Regions from separate parts of the Mus musculus genome. Here regions 2 and 3 are each linked to region 1. The links are chromatin contacts, called in public HiChIP or PLAC-seq maps. All regions are on one chromosome and are shown on one strand. The core of a region is the stretch at or near the end of the contact, and the rest is flanking DNA. Distances in the headings are between cores, read along the strand shown. Region 1 holds the start of Adrb3 (adrenergic receptor, beta 3). Region 2 holds the start of Fgfr1 (fibroblast growth factor receptor 1). Region 3 holds the start of Ash2l (ASH2 like histone lysine methyltransferase complex subunit).

The links. HiChIP or PLAC-seq counts read pairs in DNA pulled down with a chosen protein or histone mark.
Region 2: an H3K27ac HiChIP or PLAC-seq map of embryonic stem cells shows a contact between it and region 1, with 2.2 times the contacts expected there. The contact joins the promoter of Fgfr1 here to the promoter of Adrb3 in region 1.
Region 3: a contact with region 1 is called in an H3K27ac HiChIP or PLAC-seq map of embryonic stem cells, with 3 times the contacts expected there. The contact joins the promoter of Ash2l here to the promoter of Adrb3 in region 1. A contact is called at or near these places in 1 of 39 promoter capture datasets (pre-B cells) and 1 of 115 datasets of contacts at active chromatin or transcription factors (embryonic stem cells).

The regions. Positions count from the first base shown.
Region 1 is chr8:27,227,960-27,231,617 of GRCm38.p6, forward strand. Adrb3 (adrenergic receptor, beta 3) reads right to left here and starts at 1,629. Exons shown (of 4, transcript NM_013462.3): 1 at 1,150-1,629; 2 at 1-791. The coding sequence starts at 460. Gm45470 (a long non-coding RNA gene) reads left to right here and starts at 1,450. Exons shown (of 3, transcript XR_001778544.2): 1 at 1,450-3,658.
Region 2 is chr8:25,517,208-25,520,865 of GRCm38.p6, forward strand. Fgfr1 (fibroblast growth factor receptor 1) reads left to right here and starts at 1,552. Exons shown (of 18, transcript NM_010206.3): 1 at 1,552-2,222. It overlaps Gm31288 (a long non-coding RNA gene), which reads right to left. Exons shown (of 3, transcript XR_003947368.1): 3 at 2,481-3,658. RefSeq lists promoters at 717-1,691, 1,477-1,691.
Region 3 is chr8:25,838,883-25,842,540 of GRCm38.p6, forward strand. It overlaps Ash2l (ASH2 like histone lysine methyltransferase complex subunit), which reads right to left and starts at 1,905. Exons shown (of 16, transcript NM_011791.3): 1 at 1,700-1,905; 2 at 1,130-1,193; 3 at 861-1,006. The coding sequence starts at 1,875.

The DNA.
Region 1 (3,658 bases), core at 379-2,878:
CCGCGCGGGCGCGGCGCTTGGTAACCAGCGTGCCGTAACGCAAAGGGTTGGTGACAGCTAGGTAGCGGTCCACAGCCAGGGCGCACAAGGTCTCGATGCTAGCAGTTACACAGAGCACGTCCACTGACGTCCACAGTTCGCAACCAGTTTCGCCCAAGGGCCAATGGCCAGTCAGCGCCAATGTGGCCCCTGGTGGCATTACGAGGAGTCCCACTACCAAGTCAGCTGCGGCCAGTGAAGTCACGAACACGTTGGTTATGGTCTGTAGTCTCGGCGTGCGGGCGATGGCTATGATTACCAGCAGGTTGCCTCCCACCGTGGCCAGCGCCAGCAATGCCCCAGCCAATGCCGCTGCCCATGGTACTCCTGGCAACCCACTGGTGTTGGCTGCACTGGGGTCCAGGGTAGGGGCGTCCGACCACAAAGCCAGAGAGCCGTTTCTGTGAGGCCACGGAGCCATCTCGTGTGGCGCCTGGGGTGGGAAGGTTCCCCCTCCTCCCCAGACCCGCTGGCTTAGGGAAGGGGACAGTAGGGCTTGGGAGCGACTCTTCCAGCCTGGGCCATCTTCCCTAATTGCTGGGGTAAGTCTGTCAGCTTCCCTCCATCTCACCCCCCATGTACACCCTAGTTGCCGGGAGGAGTGGCTGCTTTTAAAGGAACAGCGTCCAATAGTCACAAGAGAGGCCTCTGGTGGGAATTGGAGGGTGGAGAGGGGCGTCCTGTCTTGACACTCCCTCAGCACCGGTTTCCTGGAGCTCAGCAGCTCCTTCCTGGCAGAACCTGAGGCAACCCTGCAAAGAAGAGAAACCCCCGCACCCTATCCTTTACCCAACAAGGAAGGCAACCATCCAGAAACAAACCAAAACAAAACCGAACAACCCAAACCATCCAAGATAGCCCCTCTTCTGCTTGGATGCTCTCCCTAAGGTATCTTATTGTTTGAGATAGTCTTTCTATATGTTGCCCAGATTGGTCTGGACCTCCAGATCCTTCTGCCTCAACCTCCCCAGTGCTGGGATTACAGATCTGTGCGCCACTATTCCCAACTCTAAGACTCTTTTTGTGAAGCCACCAACCAGAGGTGGCTGGCATCCTTTTCTCTCCCAGCTGATGAGATCCGTCCCCTTCCCTTTCCTCAATTTCGCTCACCCTCTGTCCCTGTCTGCTGTTTCAGTTCTTCTTCTTTTCAGTTACTGGAGACACCCGCTTGTTTCAGGAGTCACTCTAGTTTGACATGGCATCGTGTAGCTTGGGATGCTGAGGGCTTCTGGTTTCCATCTTCCTCCTGCACTGCCCAGTCCACACACCTTTCTCCTAGAAAATTTCTAGAAAAGTCCCTTCAAATTCTGAAGTGATAGACACATTAAAATGAGAGGATGGAGTTTTGGAGAGGGAGGGGTGTATCTCGGTGGTAGAGTGCATACTTAACATGCTTGAGGTCCAGCACAGAAAGAGAGAGAGAGAGACAGAGACAGAGAGAGACAGAGAGAGAAAGGATGCATTTGAGGCTGTCTAGCACAGTGGTTCTCAACCCGTGGCTTGCAGTCCCCACCGTGTTCACATATCAGATAGATATCCTGCATATCAGATATTTACATCACGAGTCAGAATAATAGTAAAATTACAATTATGGAGTAGCAACTAAAATAATGTTATGATTGGGGTCACTGCAACATGAGGCACTGTATTAAAGGGTCGCAGCCTGAGGAAGGGTGAGGACCACAGGTCTATCGCCACACTCAGTTATCCAAAGCTAATGTTTGTCACCTTCCCCATGGTAAAGAGTTCTCATCCACTTGCTGGAGATTTCTTCATAAGAAACTAGAGTCGAGGGAGTCATGTGTCTGCATGTGAACGTGTGGGTGCATCAGGTGTCTCCCTCTACTATTTTCCAGTTTATTACCTTGAGACAGGGTCTCTCACAGGGCCAGAAAGCTTTTGCGTTGGCTAGGACGGTGGAGTCTGGGCTTTTGAGATTCGCCTGCCTCTGCTTCCCAAGGCTGGCATCGTGGGTGTGTGCGGCCACATCCACCTCTTCACTTCGGTGCTGGGGATTTGAACTCAGTGCCCCTGGCTTGCAGAACAAACACTCTTACTTACTGTGCCATCTCCCGGGGCCCTCGTACTGCATATCTGGAGTGCATAAAAGGATAAGCCTGGTATTTTAATGCCTCTGAAGTTTCTTATACAGTAAGATCAGCGCCTCTGAGCCCCCTCCCTTCACCCAGACTTATAGGACCTGACCCTGTCATCCAATCTCCCAGTCAAAATTTTTCCAAATTGGATGTGGGCATGAAAGGCTTAGAAATAAGCCTCTGGGAGTTAGGGAAATGGCTAAATGAGTGAAGTGCTTGCCTTGCAAGCAGAAGGACCTGAGTTTGATGATTCCTGGGATGCGAATAAAGAAGCCTGAAGTGATGGCCTTCACATGTAATACCAGGGTTAGGGACGCCTGTCAAGACTGCTCCATGAGTTGTCTCATTTCCACCCCGAAACAATGGGGCAAAAGAGAGAAAAAAACAAATATAGTGGAAAATGCCTCCAGGGTACCCCCCTGGCATGTTCTTTTGAGTAGCTCAATATTTTAAAAGTGTCCTCTATAGCCACTGGTCCAGGCAATCCCCACGGGAGGCTGAACCAGGGGTTGGGAGTCAGAAAGGTTGGAAGGGGAAGAGAGAACCTAAAATTATCCCTGAGGAAAAAGGGCCAGCTGGGCTCCCAGGGACTCAGCAGCTCACTCACCCATGAGCAGGACTGTCAGGGGCTCTCAAGCAAAGGTTTTCCCTGTCCCATGGATGCAGCCGTCAGAGCTCCCTTCTGCTGCCCCTGCCCCTGCTCCTGTCCCAGCCATGCCAGGGTGGTGTGAAGGCTGCCTTTGGCTGTGGCTTCTTGCTGGTCATCAGGGTGATTGCACCCAAGTCAGGGTTTTGCAACACCCCAGAGCGCTGCCAGTTATCGCAAAGGGGTGTCATAAGATTCTCAGCAAGCAATCTCTAAAACAAATACATGCCATTTGGCTCTTCCCCCCACCCCACCCCCCTACCCCCAGGACATCAGAATAGGTTGGGGAAAGATATCTCCCCCAAGACATACTCAAGGGCCATCTCTGCTTTAGTCAAGGACCAAGCCCTGTTACTTGAAGAAAATGTGCAAAAATGTTTATAGTTTTGAAAAAGAGCAAGAGTCCCCAGTTGTAAGAACATACCGGTGTGTGGCAAATGATTAGTCCTGTAACCAAATATTGTGAGAATTAATGTGCTAGACCCCTGTTCCCAAATGTGCCTCCCCCATTCCTGGGAGGCAGCAGAGCCATGCCCAAGTACTCTGCCTCCTTCCTCGCCGCTCCTATTGTTTTGCTGTTTCGGTCTTTGAGATTATTCTCTCTCTCTCTCTCTCTCTCTCTCTCTCTCTCTCTCTCTCTCTCTCTCGTAATTTTATTGTAAGTTTTTAACAAACAATGTAGTCATCTTGTTCAACCATCACAATATAGAAAATGTAGATAACAGAAAGTGACTTCCATCCCGAGGTTCAATTCCTCAACAAGTAACTGCTATCGGATCTTATTAATCTTTCCAATAACATTTTATTGAGAGATAACTCAGGATGTAAAAGCATACTCTTTTTGCCTTTGTTTTCCACATGACTGTATCTCAGCCTG
Region 2 (3,658 bases), core at 302-2,801, 1.7 Mb before region 1:
TCTTTTTCCTCCACCCTTTACTGGAGATAAACAAATGTGATAATATCTCCGTAGCTTCCCATTTTTTCACCTGGTGGTCACATAGAAAACTGTCTTAGAAACTCTTAGTCTTCAATGTGGAGGGAAGAGTTGGATTGTTTGGTATTCAAGCTGTCATGGCTTGCTCTGTGGAAGCGGAATAGAACAGTCCCCCTCATGATGGCTTTCACATGTGTGACCCTTTTGGCACACTTACATTCATTCAGTCTGCTTCTCATGGGGGAGACCCATAGAGGGACTAGATCTTATCAGATTCGTGACATGCCCAAAGTCTTTGAGTGGTGGAATTCACACCTAGTGTGACATATTCCACCCTTCCAGTGGTCCCCAAGTAGACATCACATCACAGTCACCAGGAAAATTTGCAGAGCCCCCACCCCACTGCTATGCAGCAAACCAACAGGTACCAACCACCTAGTCAGGTCTAGAGTGTGCTGGAATCAAAGCACTGTCTTTGCCTTTGTCAAAGCTGCATCGCCAACCCCTGTGTTTGATTTGTTTGAGACAGGGTCTGTAAGCACAGGCTGTCGTCTCAGTCCCTATGTGGCCAACGGTGATCTTAAGTCTCTGACCCTCCAGGGCTAGGATTGCATATGTACATCATCATTTTAGACTGCTGGAAAGTGAGCTCCTGCAACGAGGCGAAGGCCCCACTGGCTGTCTCAGAATTGTTAGCATGCTTCATCAAAACATCGGGATTTCTCATGTCCAAGCAGGATCAAAAATTTTTATTTTTTAACAATCTCAATATGATTCACGTCCACTGGACTCATTGGATTAAAGAGCCACAGATTAACATCTCTGTGGAGGGACCTGGTGGGAAGGGCATTTCAGCGATTTTCTTTGAGGTTCATAGTATACTGTGGAGGCTCTGGTTTGACTCTGATTAATTCCTAAGGCAAACAAAACAAAACAAGCAAGCAAGTAAACAAACATCCCCCCCCATCCGAAAAAAAAAAAAAACAAAAACCCCTCCTCTCTTCGGTTGCTTCCTGAAAGCTGGTGATTTCTAAGGCTACCATGAACAGCACTGTAGAATTTGCAGGGTCCATTCCAGCGTGAACCACAAAACCTAAATTATGTGGCTGGGGAAAGTTGAGATCCAAGGAAAGGGTCTGAGGGGGAAAGTCAACCGATCCATCAATAAAAACAGTTCGTATATTGTAAGCTATGTGAGGGTCCTATTTATTCCTTTTAGAGACGGGAAAACCGAGATTTAGAGCACGAAAATCATACCCCAAGGCACAGAGATAACCAAAGACCAAGTTGCCCAGTGCAACCTCAAAATTATAGCCAGGCACCCGCCCCTCCCCACCCTCCACTCCTGTCCCCAAATCGCTGATCTACACACAGTCTGAAATTCGGGCGCCCTCCAGGCGAAAACTCAAGTTAGACCAGACTGTAGAGCAGTTCTGCTCGCTCCAGGCTTCTCCGGGGCTGCAGCTTGAGAACTACAAGGCCCAGCAGGCAACTGCAAGGGGAGGAGGAGGAGGTGGGACTAGCGCCGGGTGGGAGTGAGAGAGCGAGCCCTCGCGCCTCGCCGGCGCACAGCGCTCGGAGCGCTCCTGCGGGTACTTTGGCGGGGCTCTCCGCTGCGGGCGGCGCGGAACGGGAGCCGGAACCCTGGTGCAGCCGCTGCGTGCAGAGGACCCGGGCTGCGCAGGGAAGCGGGGCCGAGACGTCCGGACTGGACTGAGACTGTGCTTAGCGCATTGCGGCGACCTCGCCTTTCCCGGCCGCGAGCGCGCGCCGCAGCTGGAAAAGCAGCGGAGACCGAGGACTTTTCTCAGGTCCCAGGGGCGCACCACAGCCGTGCTGCAGTCAATGCACGCCGGAGCCCCAGGAGGGGTGATGGAACTCGGGCTGCCAGAAGCCTGAGACGCCGCCACCGCCGCCGCTGCGTACTGGAGAGCGGGGGGCGCACGATCTGGGGACCCCGGGCGGCGGACCCGAGCCCTCCCCCCCGCCCCGCCTCCGGGGCACCAGCTTCGGCTCCATTGTTCCCGCCCGGGCTGGAGGCGCCCGGCTCGGAGTGCCGCCGGGAGTCGTGCCTCGGCCGCGGAGCCCTCGAGACCCCATCAGGATCTGAACGGAGCCCGGAGACGAGCGGCGGGAGCGCAAGACACAGACACCCGCCGCGCCACGGCGAGCTCTCCAGAGGCGGGACCGCAGCGCCAAGTGAGGTAAGAGTCGCCGGCGCCCGCAGAGCCGGCTGGCTGGGCGTCCCGAGCGGCCCCCGCGCTTCGCCAGTCGCAGCCCGCGCCTCCCTCCTCCAATCCCCCACCCCACCCCCGACTCCGCTCCCTCCCCGGCGCCCCTGTCCCTCCTCCCTCGGCCAGTGTCGCTGCCCGCGCCCCCTCCCCGCGCGCTGGGCCCGCTGCTGCTGCCCGCTGCCTAACTTTTCCGCCAACTCGCGCTCCGGAGCTAGCGAGGAGGCTGCTGCGCTCCGAGTCCAGACCCCGACCCTCTTGGCCCAGGAGAAGGCGGCGGAAGCTGTGTGTTCCCTACTGGGGAGGAGGGCGGGAATGGGCCGGGAGATGGAGGGTGTGTGTGTGTGTGTGTGTGTGTGTACATCATCTATCTTTTGGTCCTCTTGCGGATTCACCCCGTTTCAGCCGGTGGCTTTAAGCTCAACACCCTACATCTGGGATCTTTTCAAGTGTTTTCCTACCTCCGGGCAAGTCTGGGGTCCAGGTTGGGGGGTTGAAGAGGAAAGGAAGTGGCGGGGAAGGCTAGCTTGTCTTGGAATAGGTTTGAAGGAGGTGTCGTCACCAAATGGCTGAATCGGCTTTAGCGGAGAGCGAGCAAAGATTCCCCCCCCTTTTGAGGGGTGATGGTGGTGGTGGTGGTAATGTTCTATTTTATCTTAGACCTAGAGGACTCTTGAAGGGGTCTGGAGAAGCGGGGGGTGGGGGGTCTCGGGGTCTGGATCGTTCTGGGAAGTGGAGGAAATGAGGAGAACTTGTCCGGTGCGGAGGAGCCCTCTTCTGCCCGCTTGTTGCTTCTCTGGCCCAGACCCCCTCTCCACACCTCCTGTGCCTCCTCTTGTAGTGTCTCCGGCGGGGTAAGACAACCTAGTACTCATATTTTTAGAGGAATTTACTGACTTTTTAAATATATAGATGGGGTTTGTAATAAACAGTTACCCACCCAGTGAGGCAGCTGGACACCTTGGGAGTGCAGGAGGGAGTTCTCTTTCTCTGGGCCTAGTAGAAGCTATTAACTCATTTGCAAAGCATTTCGACGGCGTTTTTCTCCCCCACCCCACCCCCCATTTCCCAGATGTAGCTGCCGCATCTGGTTCCGTTTCACCCTACACGGGTACACCGCAGCCACATTATTAAACATCCCTCTTCCTCCCCTCCCCCTCCTAAATTAAAACTGAGATTCTTTAGCACCACCGCCACCACCACCCCTTAACATTTCTTGAGACGTGGAGCAGAGGCTTTGGGATTGGAAGAGAAAAGCAAGTTATAGATCCCAAAGTGATTTTGGATTCCTTCACTCTCTTGCTGGTGGCCGACGATGGGGGGGGGGGGAGTGCGGGGGGGGGGCGGTGTTTAAGAATCTCTGGACCCTCTTGGGAGCCGCTTGCTTACTAGAGGTGGCCTTGGTCGGT
Region 3 (3,658 bases), core at 655-3,154, 1.4 Mb before region 1:
TGCACGCAGCAGGCAAGTACACCACGACTCAACACCACACCTTCAAATGTTACTGACAACAGGTCTTGCCCACTGTAAATACCAAGCCCAGAACACACAGAATACATTATCGCAAACTTAATTACATAATCTCTTCTAATTGCACAGACTCCTTCCCAATCAGCCTGTAAGGTCAAAAGCAAGGACGATGCCCACACTCATACCTAATAGCACTCTCACCTCAATACTTCAGAACATGCCAAAGGAATGCAAGCAACTCCTCAGTCAGCATCTGGTCACTGGATAGGGTTAGAGTGAGCACAAAATACTACCTACTGACTTTTTTTCGGTATATTTAAAAATACTTCTCAATTGTCTTGAGATTGAAATATGATTACAGGGCTGGTGAGATGGCTCAGCAGTTAAGAGCACTGACTGCTCTTCCAAAGGTCCTGAGTTCAAATCCCAACCACATGGTGGCTCACAACCACTCCTAACAAAAATCTGACACCCTCTTCTGGTGTGTCTGAAGACAGCTACAGTGTACACATATAATAAATCTTTGGGCTGTTGTGAGCAGAGTTGGAGCAAGCAGGGCTAGAGCGGGCAGAGGTCCTGAGTTCAATTTCCAGAAACCACATGATGGCTCACAACCATTTGTATAGCTACAGTGTACTCATATACATAAAATAAATAAATTAATTAAAAAAAAAGAAATATGATTACATAATTTCCCCTTCCACCCCAGAACTGGGGTTCCTTGAGCTGCCATGTGAATACTGGGAATCAAGCCCAAACCCCTGAAAGGGTAACTAGTGATCTAAAATGCTAAGCCATCTCTCCAGGATCATGCTGTCTAGAAGGCCATGAAATGTACTCACGACGTGTCTATTCCAAAGGTGTCAGCGGTGAACCATTTTGTACATATCCCACACTGCAACTCCACTTCTCCCAACTGCCGCCCATTCTCCTCATCCACAGAGCCCGCCTGGGTATCCATCACTTCTGAAGTGTCTCCGGTACCTTCCTGGAGCCACAGGGCAATAAGAGAATCAAATGGCCTGACTACTTTTTAAAAAAAAAAAAATAGATTAAACATTTTAAAACCAAATCTAGTTCGCCTTCCAAAGGCCTCAGAGGAAATACTTACCAAAGTATCTTTTCCATTAGAAGATTCTGTCTCCAGACCACTTACATCAACCAAGTTTGCATCCCTATAATGAAAAGACAAACATCAAAATGGCCTTTCCTAAACAGAAAAACACAATGGTCCAAATACGGAGGGTATATCTTTTTCATGTCCTGAACGGGATGCCCACGAGAGAACAATCCTGAGTATTAGGAGGGAGGTTGTCAAGCAAGACAAATGTGTTCGCGGCCCAGGGATTCCTAGTGCACTGGGCTAACGACGGGAGGCTGCCGTCCTCAGTGCTTTCAGGACCAAGCATTGCAAGAGGGATCAGCGAGGTCTTCCGGGGCGCTAGAGGGGGAAACGCTCTTGGCTCACACTGGTGCTGATGGGAGCCGAGGAGCCGAGGAGCGGCTTGGAGTCCACAAGCAAGCAGCCAGCGGGGTTGCGGAGGGTACCGGGTGGGCGGGCGGGCCGAGCCGTTGGCTGCGGGACCTGGATCCGGAGGGCGACACCGGGCGGCGCGAGCCGCGGGCTTCCACGAGGGGCGGGCCCTCGCGCGTCCCCGGGGCTGCGAGTGGATTGCCTTACCCACTTTCGGCCTCTCCGGAGCTGGGCTCCGCTCCCGGGGCGGCTGACGGCCCCTCGCCAGCCCCCGCGGCCACCGGCTCTGTCTCTCGGTCCTCCGCCGTTGTGGCACTTGCAGCGGCTCCGGGACCAGGGCCGGCGCTGACTCCCGGACCAGGACCCGCTCCAGCCGCCGCCATCGCTGCTCCTTCCCAAGCTCTCGCGAGAATATATCTATGCGGCGAGTTGCCGCCACGCACGGCGCTCTTAAAGTGGGAAAGACCTTTTGTTGGGGGGCCCGCCACTTACTTGGGAAGGACGCACTTTGAGTCCGCCGCTTTAAGGCCAGAAAAAAAAAAAAAAAGAAAGGAAGAAAGAAAAAGGCAGGGCGCAACTCGGATTGCCCAGGTTTGAAGGGAGCCACTTAGGAGGTCTGTCCTTTGCTTTCCTCTTGGGACTTGAATTATTCAAAACGCCTGCTCATAGTCGTGGCTAAGAGTGGAAATCACGGCACATATGAGGATGTGAGAGACTCCCCTTTACACTGTGCGGAGCAGGCGATCATACTAAAACCCTAAAACGTAGGAAACTTCCAAACAACAACAAAGGAGCACTCTGGCTCACACCTGCCGGGAGCGTCTGTAACTGCGTAGCTGGCCGCCAGAAGCCCCGTTTCCAGGCGGCTTTTGGAGAGACTAGAGGTCTGATTCCAGAGAGCCCGAGGTAGTTGTGGGTGGAAAAGACGTTAGGAAAAGAAACATCTGGCCAGAGGAGGCTAGAAGTGCTGTGCGCTCGAGGAACACGAATTGCTAGTTCACGGAGGGAAGTAGAGCTCCAGGCGAGAGTGCTAGCAGAGGACAGAATTCAGCAAGGTTTGGGCCTTAGCGAGAAGGGCAGAAACGAGTAAGAAAGGGATGTCTGCTGGTAGCTAAACCCCTGGACTGAGTGCAAGCATATGGGTGGGCTCTAAACCCTAGCAAAATAGAAACTGCCGCCTCACCCCCATCCTCCGCGTGTGTGTGCGCTTTACGGATGTGTGCGCATGTATGTGGCATAGTGCACTGGACAGGTGAGAGGACAATATGGTGAGAAGAGCTTTCTTTCCCTCCACTATGTGAGTTCTAGGAATCTAGCTCAGGCTTGGCAAGCAAGTGCCGCCTTTGCCCACTGGGCCATCTCACGGACCATAAATTTGCTGTTTTAAAACAAACACACTTAGGGATTAGAGATCATTGATACTTTGCAGTTGTTAGGAGAAAGTGCCGCCATGACCAAAAATATCTTAAGCAAGGGGAGGGGGGATCTTGGTTGAGGGGGGTTCAAAGAGATAAGAATCCATGATGGTGGGGAGATAAGGCAGCAAGGATCTGAAATGGTGACTATCAGACAAGGCTGAGAGCTCGAATTCTCTATCAGAATCACCAAGCAGACAGGGAGAACTTCAAGGAAGCGGCTTCACTTTTTTCGTGTAAGCTTGCCCCCAGTGACTTACCTCCACCAGCAAACGTTCACCTCCCAAGCCTCCCTAGACATCATAACAACTGTTGTGTGAATGGGGACCGATCCTCCCCCCCCCATGCCCCACCTTACCCTCTCAAATGCATGACTTTTTAGAGATTTCCCCCTTCCATGTTAATATGTCTATTAGGATTGCCATAGTTAGATCTCATTTGGGCAGCCATATTGTTGTGACGTCATGGGTCGTTCCTGATAGCCATCACTTCATGGCACAGGTCCCAGTCCCCTGGCTTTTACAGTCTCTCTGTTCCCCTCTCCCTCAATGTTTTCTGAGCCTTAGGTATGATGTTGGAGATATACCCACTGGGACTGGGTACCCCACAGTTAACCAATCTCTGCGTTTTGACTAGTTGGAAACCCCTGAATAACATATTTGAAAACTGAATACAGCTATTTATAAAGCAAGATCATCTAGGGGCTGGGGAGATGGCTCAGTGGTTAAGAGCACTGACTGCTCTTCCAGAG